Linked DNA regions of Arachis hypogaea: region 2 is linked to region 1. The links are chromatin contacts, called in public Hi-C maps. All regions are on one chromosome and are shown on one strand. The core of a region is the stretch at or near the end of the contact, and the rest is flanking DNA. Distances in the headings are between cores, read along the strand shown.

Region 1 (6,380 bases), core at 2,829-5,328:
TATGGAGTTGAAGTTTGCAACGGAGGAGAGCTTTATGGTCGTGGAAAGAACAAGAACTGACTGAACTACAATCAAGCCTAACGAAGGTGGGAATTTGACAAAACGAAGTGGAGAAGCTGGTATCAGAAAACATGATAATGAAGGTACTTTTTCTGTAAAATCTTTTTAAATATGGTGTATAAGAATAAAAATCTAGGACAAGAACCAAATATGTTCAATTTTTATAACAACTTGTGGAAGATTTTGGTTCCTCCCCGTGTGGAGATATTCGTTTGGTTTGTAATCTTGGAAAGAGTGAATACCAAAGATATTGGTTAGGTGTGAAATCTTACCAACATCAGAAATTACTTATGTTATCTACGGTAAGACACCAGAATCTGTTCATCATCTATTTTTTTTTACATGCAAGTTTGCATGGAAGTTGTGGGGTTCAGCTCTTAGGTCTTGGAATATAGATTGGGTTTGGGCAGGTGATCATAAATAATGTTTTGAGATGTAGATATATAGAGTTAATAGGAAGGGTGCAAAAGGGGAGTGGATGACAACCTTTTTTGCTGTGATTTGGTCCTTGTGGAAACATAAAACGCTTTTTTCTTTAAGAAAGAAGGTTCAACATCTCTCTATTAGAACAAGATATCGTACTTGGTGTTAGCTTGGTCGAGGAACAGAAGGCTTCGAAGAACAGGTGTTAAAGATTGAGATATCTTTTACCCTCTTTAAAATTATAACAACTCATCGGTGTCTTGTTTCTCCTGCATGTGTGACTGGATTTTATTTTTTTGTTTTTTCTTATTGTGTGATGTCTGGTTTAAGATTTGGTTATCCCCTAGTTTAGTCAGGGTATGACTAGCCTTGTTTAGGTTTGGTCTTTTATTTATTTGTGTGTAGCCTTTTCTCTTAAAAGTTAGTTCAGCATAGAACTATCCAAAAAAAAAACCTATGAACGTATATCAAAACTCACGACTCTTATGACAAATCCATGAAATTAATTATTTAATCATCATCATATTCGATAGTTGATCATTTAATAATAACAATAGCAAGAACGATAATAATAATAAAAATGAAATACTCGTCAATATAATTTGTAGTATTAGTACAGAGATAATATTCAATTTGGTTCTTAAATTTGTACGCAAGTTTAAATTTAGTCTCTGAAATTTTAATTACTTCTATTTAGTCTCCAAATTTTGCGAGTGTGACTCATGTTAGTTCCTAGAATAATCTTTGACGCATAGACTTTAATAGAATGCTAACGTGGCAGCCGGATGCCATGTTGAACTCTTTAAAACAACGTCGTTTTTGTTTTGGCACTCAAATAGTTAAAAAATAATATCGTAAGTGGTGTTTATTGAAAAATTTTCTCTCAAAATAAGTGATCCAACGTTGTTTTTGGGCTATTTGAGCGCCAAAATAAAAACAACATCGTTTTACAAGTCCTAGCGTGATATTTGGCTGTCTATATCGGCGCTCTAATAACGTTTGTGTGCAAAAAATTATTCCAAAGACTAATGTGAATTTATAAAATCTGGGGACTAAATAAAGGTAGTTAAAAATTTAAAAACTAAATTAAAATTTGTGTATATATTCAAAGATCAATTTAAGTATTAACTCATTAGTATATGTTTATGGAAATTTTTTTTTTACCACCGCTAAAAATAAATTAGTGACTGCTAAAAATATTATTTTAATAGTCAATAACTCAATGTGAAATGATGAATACATTAAGTCTAATTCAATAGAATATAAGATGAATTTAGATTATTTAGAGTAAAAACATTAATTATTATTAATTTATCATTTTTATAAAATATGTATTTTATTATCTTAATTTAAAAATAATCAACTTCTCACTTTATTAATTTATCAAATTTTTTACTTTAAATTATTTTGATCCATATAAGAGTTTGTTTTCTAATAATACTTTTTAAGGTTAGTAATTGAAAAAAAAGTTTTATAAAAAGTATAAAATTTATATATTATTAAAATTGTTATTAATACTAAATGTAAACTACTAAAATGGTACTCAAAGTTTATATCATTAATAAAAAAAATCTTAAAAAATAGTAATTACAAATAAACTTTCGAAAAATTTAAAAACGTGACAAAAAATTATATATTAAATATATATTCTAAAAAAGACTTTAAAAATTAGCTTTTGATGTAAATTTTACAATCATTATTAAAAAAATAAAATCTTCTTTTAAAATTTGATAATTTTATGCCAAGTAATTTTTTTAATTTTTATTGTGAATTAATTATCACATTTTTTCAAAAAATAAAAAAAGAAAAATTTTGAGATCAAATTTTGTTTCGAAATTTTTGTATGTACTTTTTAAATATTTATTCAAATGTTGGCACAAAAATTCATATCAATTAGTTATACCATTTGTTAAATACAAAATTTTTTCACTTGCAAAAAATATAATAATTATCAGTTATTTTTGTCATATTTTAAAATTATTTAAAAGATATTTAGTCGATAACATTTTTTAAAAATATTTTTATCCGTGATTAAATTTTTTATATATCAAATTAGTAGTTAACCTTACATAATTTATTTTTCTTATGGACAGTGTGTTGGTGTTTTGGCCAAATATTGGGGAGTGGGGTGTTTTGTCGGTATGTGGAGGTCACGGTCAACACGCGGAGAGCGTGGTACCGCTGTGCTGCAGAAGCGTGTCAGCATCCCAGCAACACGCAGGGGGCGTGTTGGAGCAGGCATGGTAGAGTTCCGCAAATTTCCAATGTTTTGCAGCAACACAGAGTGGGCATGTTGGAAGCTGTCTGCATGCAGGAGACAACTCCTCCACCCCGGTAAGTTGCAAATCTTGCTCTATAAAAAGAGAAACCCCCCTCCCAGTATATGCATTAGAGGGTGTTAGTAGTGTTAGTATTACAGAGAAGGGTGGTGGAGCATTTTTGTTAGAGAAAAGAAGGGGGTTTTGGGGAAAGAAAGAAGAAGGGGGTTTCGGGGAAAAAGAGAGCCCCCCATACATCTTGCATTTTGCGTAGAACGTCTGTGACTCAGACTCATACACATCGTAGTCAACTCCTCTAGAGATAGTGTAACTTCTAATGGCTGCGACGACCGACTTTCTAGAATTGTATTCCATTCCAATATGGAACTTTCTGTCCTCAAGATCAGCAACGCCTACAGAAAGCAGAAATCATCGTTCATTAATCAATCCAAAGTTTAAATTAACAAAAACGTATTATTCAGTCATCACGTACCTATGTTTGCATATTCAAGAAATTCCGGTGCATGCATGGCGTCAAGATCCAACTCACGCATAAAAGGTGGCACATTTATCGGTTGACTGCTCGAGGGATGAACCACAACATTCTCCGCTGCTATCTCAACTCCCACGTCACCATCCTCATCTTCGTCGCCAACTTCATAAGTGGCTTTGAAGTCCTCTTTGTTGTTTATTCATTCCTTCGTACACTGTATATCTATCATCCTCTATATCTAAATCATTTTGTATCCCTTCTGCCTCTACAGTTTCAAACTCAACATACAGCTCAATCTGTGGCTGTCGCATCTGAGTCTACCGATGAATTTGAAACATATTCTGCATACTCGCTTCATCAGTGATTGGCATGGTATCAAACTATATTAGTCCACCAAAAATTACAAACGGATTTCGGTACAGAATTCTGCTCACTGTAATTAACATACCGTTCTCCATGCTTTGACAGAGACCGTTCTAAAACTCCATAAACGTTATGGTGCATGGAACCACAAACGAAAACAGATTCTGGCACACAAACCTCACTCTCTCATGAGTATTCTGTATTATCTCACCATTGCGATACACCACCAAGTTTGCGGTATCCTCCATTACACTACCAACATACTCAAAGAATGCTCAAAGCACACTCTCATTCGGAATAAAAATGGTACCGAGCTCGGCCTTATATAGAGAGGAGCATTCAACACGCTCCCCACGTGTTGCCTACCTCAACCAACCACGTTTTGCCACGTGTCAACACGTCCCCTGCGTGTTGACTCACCACGCCCACCACGTGCTTGAAGCTTCACCCAATCATGCGTCGCCACGTGGCGTGCTGCCTCACCATGCCCCCCACATACTGCATGGTTCATCCAACCAGTTTTCGCCACGTGTCCTCCACGCCCCCATGTAGTACCGGTAACACACCCCCTACATATTAGACCTATCATCTGACACGTCCATCCAAGTGTAAATACACTAAATTCTTCCATTTCCAGCCAAAATACCACCTTTACTCCATAACTAAATTATTTAGCCTTAACCTTAATACTAACTTTAACAAGTGACTTTTGTTAAATCCATAAATATACCCATTAAATGTCAAAGGTGTTTTTTCCCTTTTATATATCATCAATAGACAGATTGCACGCATTAGCTAGGTAATAATGAGCATATATAAATAATTATCAGCGGCATAAAAGAACATTATCCTTTTGGGGAAAAAAAAAAAAGGAAAAGTTATCCTTTCAATTTTCAGGCTCTGGTTTGATCCTTCATAAACTTTATGTCTTTTCATGGCCGTTCAATAAGATAAACTCCATCTTTGTGTACGACAGCCTGTAATTACAACCCAAAGTGTTCCCATTGTTTCCAAGTAACTAAAAAAAAATTAATTAAAAGATAATATATTCAGACAATATTTTTATTTAGATGCATCAATTTTTAATTAATTAAAAACTAAAAGAAATCATTATTGTTAAAAAACAAATAGTAATTATGTAAATAGATTTTTTTAATTTTTTTCTCTATTATTATTTATAAAATATAATTTTCACTATACACTATTTAAATAAAACAAAAAAATGTAAAAAGAAATATTAAAAAGTATAAAATCACATTTGAATTATATCAATTGAAAGTATTAGACAATGTTTTTCAAGTACTATGAAGTTAGTATTGACAATAAACAAAAAGTTATTGTTTTAGATTAAATAAGATTTTAAGAATACAAAAATACATCTTTAAAAAAATTAAAGTTAAAATTGTTAAATATATAAAGTTTTTGTTATATAAGAATTTGTTATTTTTGGGTTCTTATAATAATTTTATTAACAAAAATCTATTAAAAAAAAAACCATGTTACTTGAATATTATTAAAAATCATATAGTAATGAATCATTGGAATAAAAAACTAAAAAAATTATATTCACACTAATAATATAAGTTTATAAAGAATATAAATATATAATCAAACTAAATTCACATTTATAATTATTGCGAGATCAGAACTCATCTCTTTTAATTTTAAGTCGTAAACTCCATACCACAGATTTTGAGAATTCTATCGTTGCTAATTTTTTTGGTAATGGATTTTTATTAAGTGTTTTTGTTGTTATAATTGTTGGTGTGTTTTCAATAAATATGAAGAATTCTTTTTTTAAATATCAATTCACAAATCAAAGGTTTAAAATTGTAGGAAAGAGAAAACGTAGGGTCCAATTTAAAAGTTAATGAATTTAAATTTGGGTGATGAAAACATCGAATTCTCAGTATTGTGTGAGCAGAATTTATTTTTTAAGTTTGAGCAAATCGACGAGTCGGTTTTATGGTTACAAAATTTCAAAAATCTGAAAATCTAAATCGGTGGGTCAGAATTGTGGATTTTAAAAATTTTAAATTAAGATATGTATATATGAGGATCCGATTTAATTTGTAATGTATATATAACTCGACCAGTTTTACAAGGCAAACTTTATCTTCTTTAATTCACCTTTTGCATTTTTTTTCTTCTTCTATTTCACTTTGTTATGTTTCAATTATTGTGAAGGAGAGTGAATGAGTGATCCTAGTTTAAAAAAATAGAGGATAGAGTTATACTAAAATTATATTATGATGGTTAAATTTTATTATAAATATATGAGGAAGTAAGATTTATGTGTGAGAATTCATGTGATGTTATTATTTTGAACAGTTAAAGAGTATTATTTGAGAGAGAATAAATCTTCTTTTATCAAAGACGATATTGAGTATTTTGTATTGGCATCTTGTATTAGTTTTGGTGGGTTTGTTCATTTTCAAATGAAGTATGTCACCAACAACGCGAGCATGCAAGAGATGTTTTCAATCTACTATGAAACTCGATTGCATATGTCGTTTATCGAGTTGTACATTGACTTCGAATAATCAGAAACCGATCAAAATATCGAATGGAGAGATTACAATAGTGACGGTAAAGATGAGTTTGAAAGCAATTATGAGGTTACTAATCTAAATGGAGACGATGATGAAGTTGATGACACCATGAAAGCAGATGTGGCAAAGATAATAAATGCATTAGCAAACTAACATTCATTTGAAGAGCCCTCTTTTATACGCGCGTTGAATCTAGAGGCTATGTATACACCATAATTTTTTGAATATCTA
Region 2 (6,411 bases), core at 1,019-3,518, 230 kb after region 1:
AAAAAAAGAATCATTGTGGTATCACTAAACCACCTCATTTTTTGTTTTACACAACTGTTAAAATCAAATGCAGGTTAGCACCACAAGGCTACGCTATTCATGAGCCCTTATCATTCATTTCACCAATGAAAGAACAAAATTTAACATGCATGGTATTTTACAAAACAGTTTACATCCAATGAAGAAACAACACAAACCCAGTGAGGATTATTTCAATTTGATCCTTTGCTGGTGTACTGCTCTGTAGAATTTAAGGATTTGAAGAGACAGAGAATGCACTAACACCATTCAACAAAGTTGAACATTAATTTGAGTCAAAAGAGACGACGGATGAGGTTTACACGGGAGAGAATTGTATACAAAGACATAATTAAATCATTGATATAAATTCTATAGCTCCAGCAACAGAGCCATCCATGACTGAACACACATCGACAAATTCAAATGAAATTCACAAGAAGGTGCACAAGAATAGCTCCTAGATTGTTTCATTTATCTAATCATCCATTCAATCAACAGAACCTTATTACAAGTTAACGTTAGTATGCCAACAAATATGTGTCATATTACTCCAGACAAATGTTCTCCAACCTATAACACAAGAAACTATAATTTGGAAATGAAGCATTACTTAAGCATCTCAATAAGTTAGAAAACCAAGTTGGCACCATAAGCACAAATCACAATCAAATAAAACAAACCAGCATCAGCATTTTTAAATATCAACAAGTGCAACATTAACAAATCTAAACGACAAACAGAAGAAAAAGAATTCGTTTCGAAAGGACAATGGAACCTACATCATTCTTACCTCCCTCTCATTGCACATGGGAATCTGAATCAACACCATAGGATATTCTTCCACATTCACCTCCCTATTCTCTCCAATGCTGGCATACTCAATCGAAGCCACCGGCTTGAGCCGCCGGAACTTGATCCAAAAACACCCCAAGATCAACACAATCCTATCAACTGACTGCACAATGAACAAAAATGTGCACACATTGGCCAAACCCTGCAGTGGCGGGGCAAGGTACTCGGCCCGAATCTCGAGCCATCTGGCGTAAACAACTCCCACCATCCCCAGCACCTCGGCGGACCCAACCACCGGAGGGCTGAAATGCCATCCTTTAAAGTATGCTAACAATTCAAACCCTAATAAGAGGATCACCACAATTAGGAACGCCCTGATCGCCCGGTAGAGCCGCGACGAGGAATCGGACCGCGATCCGGCCGAGGAGATCCGGCGGTTGGCTGTCCGGACGAGATGAACGGCGCCGTTCGATATCCACGCAAGAAACGCGCCAACCTGCTGGAATTTCAGCCTCACAACCCATGACAGCTGGCGTGCGCTCCGTGCCCGGTCCTTCTCCACCAATGGATCGGAGGAACGAGCTTTTCCGCCGCGTCCGCCGCCTCCACCACCACCCTTGACATCGCCGCCTCCCTGGATGTCGACGGAAAGAAAAGGAGCTGATTCCGCATGGTGCTCCTTGTCTTGGAAAAGGTCTACGTTGTTCTTTTCTCTCTGCTTGTTCCACCATTCCTGAAACTCATAGTTTGGTGCACGAGACATAGGAAGAGTAACAATAACCGAAAAAAAAAAAAAGAAACAATGAATGAGGAATAAATGGTGAGAAAAAAAAAAAACGAAGAGACTCGAGATCTTTTGTTTCTTCCCCTTTTTTCTCTCTTATTTTTTGGGGCTGTGTTTTGATGTTCTATTTTTTTTTTCTTTTTGGTGAAGTGTGATCCAAATTCCAAAGGCAAATGGCGAATGAAAGCTAGAAGAGTATAACTATATTTGGAAAATGTGGAACCAAAATTTTAGCCACTTGATCTTGTTTCAGCTCATTTTTTGTTTTATTGTTTTATTTTTTTTTCTTATGGCACCGACGCGGGTGTTGGCTGCAACGAGATCTGTTATTATTGAGCGGAGGACGGTGGCGCGTGAAGTGGGAGATGGGCGCGTGGGTGAAGAAGGAGTTGAATTGGATTTGGCTCGTGTGTTTGTTAACTGAAATGATGGCAGAATCATGTGAGTTCAATTAAGGGAGACCAGGGTAACCACGTTTTTATGTCGCTGTTCAGATCGCGAGACTACTATTGCTGCTACTTCTACTAGTGCTTCCTTTCCCTTTTATATCAGTTTCGGAACAGGATCAGTGTTTCACTTAACTTATCTTGGGAAAATCCACTGCCCAGTGGGGTTTCTCAGTTCTCACTTGTGTCTCTGTCATTGTGTGTGCAATTTCATTATAAAATAACGGACAAATTATTAAAATAGTACTTAAAGAAGTTATATAATTAAAGAAATAATTTTAAAAAATACCAATAATAAATAAATTTTAAAATGTGATAAAATAATTAAAAACATCAAATTTTAATATATTTATTTATTAATATGACTAGAAAAATAAAATATTCTTTATTTTTAAAACATTTTAATTTTGCTCTAAATTTTTTTGTAATTTTTGTAAAATAAAAAAGTAATAAAAATTCCCAGTTATTTGCCAAATACAACATTTGTTTTCAAATTATAAAACAAAAAGACATTTTTTTATTATTTTTGTCACGATTTTTAATTTATTTGTCGTTGGAATTTTTTTTTTTAAATTTCGTCAATGATACGGATTATTTGGTACCATTGCAATAGTTTAGCCAAAATTAAATAAATCTTCATATATGAAAATAAATTAAAAAATGAATCAAGTAGATAAAGCCAGATAATCAAAGGATTATAAGTAGTAAACTCTCCATTCCCAGAATGGGTGTCGGAGAAATTCACCAAGTGTCAAGTGTCAACAGCACACATTTTCTTAGCAGTTAGTCCCCATTTGGACCAAATGGAACAACAAAGAATAATGCTTATTTAATATATATTACAAGGCGATTGAGAGACACCGATAAAAGTTTTTAAAAAGTGCAATTTTTAGTTTTTTACCATATCCTTATGCATCTCTAACTTGATCTGCCAATATAATTAAGCGAAGTATTATCTATCAATTCAAAACATTTTGATGAAAATTACTAGTACTCATAATTTAAGAAGAAAAAAAACAAAAACAAAAGGAACATAAAAAACAAAACTAAGATAACAATACGCGTTAAGTCACACTAACGTGTTATGGCTTCATTCAGAAGGTGATGACGGTGAAAAATCACCAAGAATGGAACCAATCCCCAACAAAAACGAATAAATCCAGAATACAAGTATGAGAACAGAACAATTAGGCAGCACCCTTTCCCTTTTTCTTCTGGATTTTCTTCATGTAAAATTCAAGCTCCTTACCTTCCAAAATATAGCTGCAGCATTCAAGAAGGAATGAAACAAGTAACGGATCAAGAATCAAATTAGACAAAATTCAGTGCAACCCAAACAAGCAATATTTATATGCATTACCCGTCAGCCCTGCCACATTGACCAGGTCGAGAAGCAATGCAAGCCAGCAATCTCCCACCACCAAACTGCTCTTCAATATGGGGATCAAGCTTACGATCTTTCTGACGTTTCTCGATTTTTCTCTGCACATGGTTGCTTTTCTTGGCTTCCTCCGCAGGGGTCTCACCTTCCTGCAAATGAGACATCAATGAATAATAAGAAACACATCAGCCTCTGCACAGCACTCTTATTTATGTTGCATTTTGTGCATTCGATCTAATGGAAAATGAAAACCAAAATTCTAAAATGCAAAAATTAGAGTATAAGAAAATCACATTCTAAGGGGTGAAAAGCACGATGAAAATTTAATAAAAAACACAAGTCAAATTTAAAATAAATGCTACTAATAGATTTTCATAAATTATATGCAAAGCATCAAACAAAAACAAATATATCATATTGTCACTGTTCAGGCACTGTTAGATGTGACAAACATAAACCAATGCATGAGTGGTTACTTAAAATCTTGAGATATTCATGAGTAATGACCAATATTATTTGTATGACAAACAATGCAAGAAGAACACCCAAGTTCAACATAGAAAGGATAAAATAAACTAATCAATTGGACTTCAGTATACAAATATTGTATGAATATCATTATGCTTACAGCTTAGTTTATAGGATTTTGTTAAAAAAGAAATATCACTTTCCCTAATTTCCTATATTGTTTGAGTTAAATTCTCAGGAGTAATAAAAATAATATCTCCATTTTTGTTTCTTTAAGGAGCAACTAGAAGTTGGTTAATTATTTTCAAAAGGCTAATTCCTTTACATTGATTATGAAGACAGGATAAAACGTGACGAAAGCTTATCATACTAAAACAAATCAAAGAGAAAAGATCAGAAGGCTTCACCTCAGCATCCTTCTTGGCAGCAGCCGTTTTCTTCTTCCTGCCAATATCAACACCATAATGCTGAAGGTACCACTGCTTGAATGGGGCAGCATCAACCTGAACAATGGCACTCTTGACAAGAGTCTGAGTTCGCACGAGCTCATTGTTTGAGGCATTGTAAACAACATCAAGAATACGAGTCTTGCGAGTCACAGCTTCACTTCCCCATGAATAGTTTCCGGTATCCAACCTCAATGCCCTCCACTTCACATTGCCACCTCTAACACGAATCCTCCTGACCGTCTTATTGCTCGATAGCTTAGTGTTGGCTGGCTGGCGTCCAAGCTCATACCTATGTTAAATCATAAAAGTATCTTCTTCATAAAGATTATTTAGGACTCATATATATATATATATATATATATATATATATATATATATATATATAGGCCAGTTTATCAAGAAAATGTTATATAGTACTATTTCCTTTCAGTTTAGGTTTTTCTACAGGAATAGAAAATAAAACAATCTAATTGTATTGCATTTCCACTTTCTGTACTTATGATTTTCCATTTCCAAAATATATAAAACAAAATTATTAAATAACACATATCAGAAGAAGGAACTGGATCCTTTCGCAAATCAGGCAATAACAGATAAGCCACTTTCAAACAAGTTCTACATTTTGCATCAAACTTCTATGCAACATTCTAATGAGCTAACACTGTCAGTTCTTCATCTCCCAATTTAATCCAAGAAGCCTAAATAAAAAAATGAAACTAACTAGATCCAATCAAGGACAAGGGTTGAAATTTGGGAGAATTTGGGTTTGAAACTAAGTCACTTCGCAAAAACACAAAATGAAGAAAAACACGGAGAATCGAAAGAGAGAGTGAAATCGTACTTCCTCTTCTTCCTCCAAACCTTCTTCTTGCCACCAGTGGCGCGCCTCTTGTGCATAGAATCCCTGGAAATACCTGCAACACAACAAACAAATCCATCATATAATTGGCGTTGAAATTAGATTCAGTGAAATCATGACATAATTGGCGTTGCAATTGGACAAGAGCGATAATGTTGATTGAAGCATACCCATCTTGGCTGAACCAAAAACACACAATCGGCCTCTCCCTGCTACCACCTTAAACCCTAATTGTGCCTTATATTATATATATATATATACGAGCTTGTGTTCTCTTTCTCTTTGGGTCAGGGCTTCTCTTTTTTTTATGACCTAGTTTCTCATCTAATATTTTTTCTCCTTGGGTTATGATTACAGGCCCAAATTGAGCCTAATGTTAATTCTAATCAGTAACTGGGCCTTAACCAAAAAAGTAACTGGGCCTTGTTTGGTTGGGTTTTCCTCAACCGGACAACACTTTGTCCAAAAAAACATTGTAAGCGAGCCATACACGGAAAAATGATTTTATATAATTTTTATCTTAAATTTTTTAATTTTATCACTATTCATAATTTATGTCTATTTATTATAACCTTTTAATCTCTTATCTCCACTATGATAGTCTTCTTCTATTATAGAATATAAACTCTAACTACTGATTTTTATCTCTTATCCCAATTAATAGAATATATAAAAGAGGATTTGCTTGGGAAAATAAGTCACTAATAAAAAATTGACAAAAAAGTTAACTATTTATATATTAAATGTTATGTATTTAATAATAACTTACTTATTATGAATAAGACTTTAATTTTAATTTATTAATAGTATAAATTATTAATGTTTATTTAAAATTAGATACATTGACTGTTGAAAAAGTAATTATTTTTATTGATATACCGATATGTAATTAGATATATATATATATATATATATATATATATATATATAACTTTTTTTATATTATAAATATATCAAAATTAAATTTTATAAATATCTTCTGTGAAAGATCACGAGTTTACAAATTTTAAAGATTCAGCAACTTCAATATTAAGTCGAAAGAATAATCTATAAAACACTCTCAAACTTAAATCATTAGTGTTTTACAATAGTTTATTTGAATTATGTGTTCCTTTCTGAGTTTAGTTTTTTTTTTTTCTTTTATTAGACCTTTCTCAGGTAATCGTTAGACATGTACTGCCTTTAATATGCATTTAGGATCATGATGTGAC

What was found. Hi-C and Micro-C count contacts between places; a contact is called where the count stands out from the background.
Region 2: a Hi-C map of leaf shows a contact between it and region 1, with 3 times the contacts expected there. The contact joins the promoter of LOC112710293 here to the enhancer-like site in region 1. A contact is called at or near these places in 2 of 8 Hi-C or Micro-C datasets (both in leaf).

Annotation. Positions count from the first base shown.
Region 1 is chr9:9,630,788-9,637,167 of arahy.Tifrunner.gnm2.J5K5, forward strand. No RefSeq gene overlaps it. Among protein-coding and RNA genes, the nearest start is that of LOC112710291, 13 kb to the left of the region's middle. Within about 2 kb of position 4,079, at least 1 of the 3 cell types and tissues checked has open chromatin away from gene starts, as enhancers often do.
Region 2 is chr9:9,862,659-9,869,069 of arahy.Tifrunner.gnm2.J5K5, forward strand. LOC112710293 (probable xyloglucan glycosyltransferase 6) reads right to left here and starts at 2,269. Exons shown (of 5, transcript XM_025762453.3): 1 at 812-2,269. The coding sequence starts at 1,576. LOC112710295 (small ribosomal subunit protein eS8) reads right to left here and starts at 5,491. Exons shown (of 5, transcript XM_025762454.3): 1 at 5,371-5,491; 2 at 5,183-5,255; 3 at 4,300-4,630; 4 at 3,404-3,573; 5 at 3,078-3,306. The coding sequence starts at 5,374. The coding sequence ends at 3,231.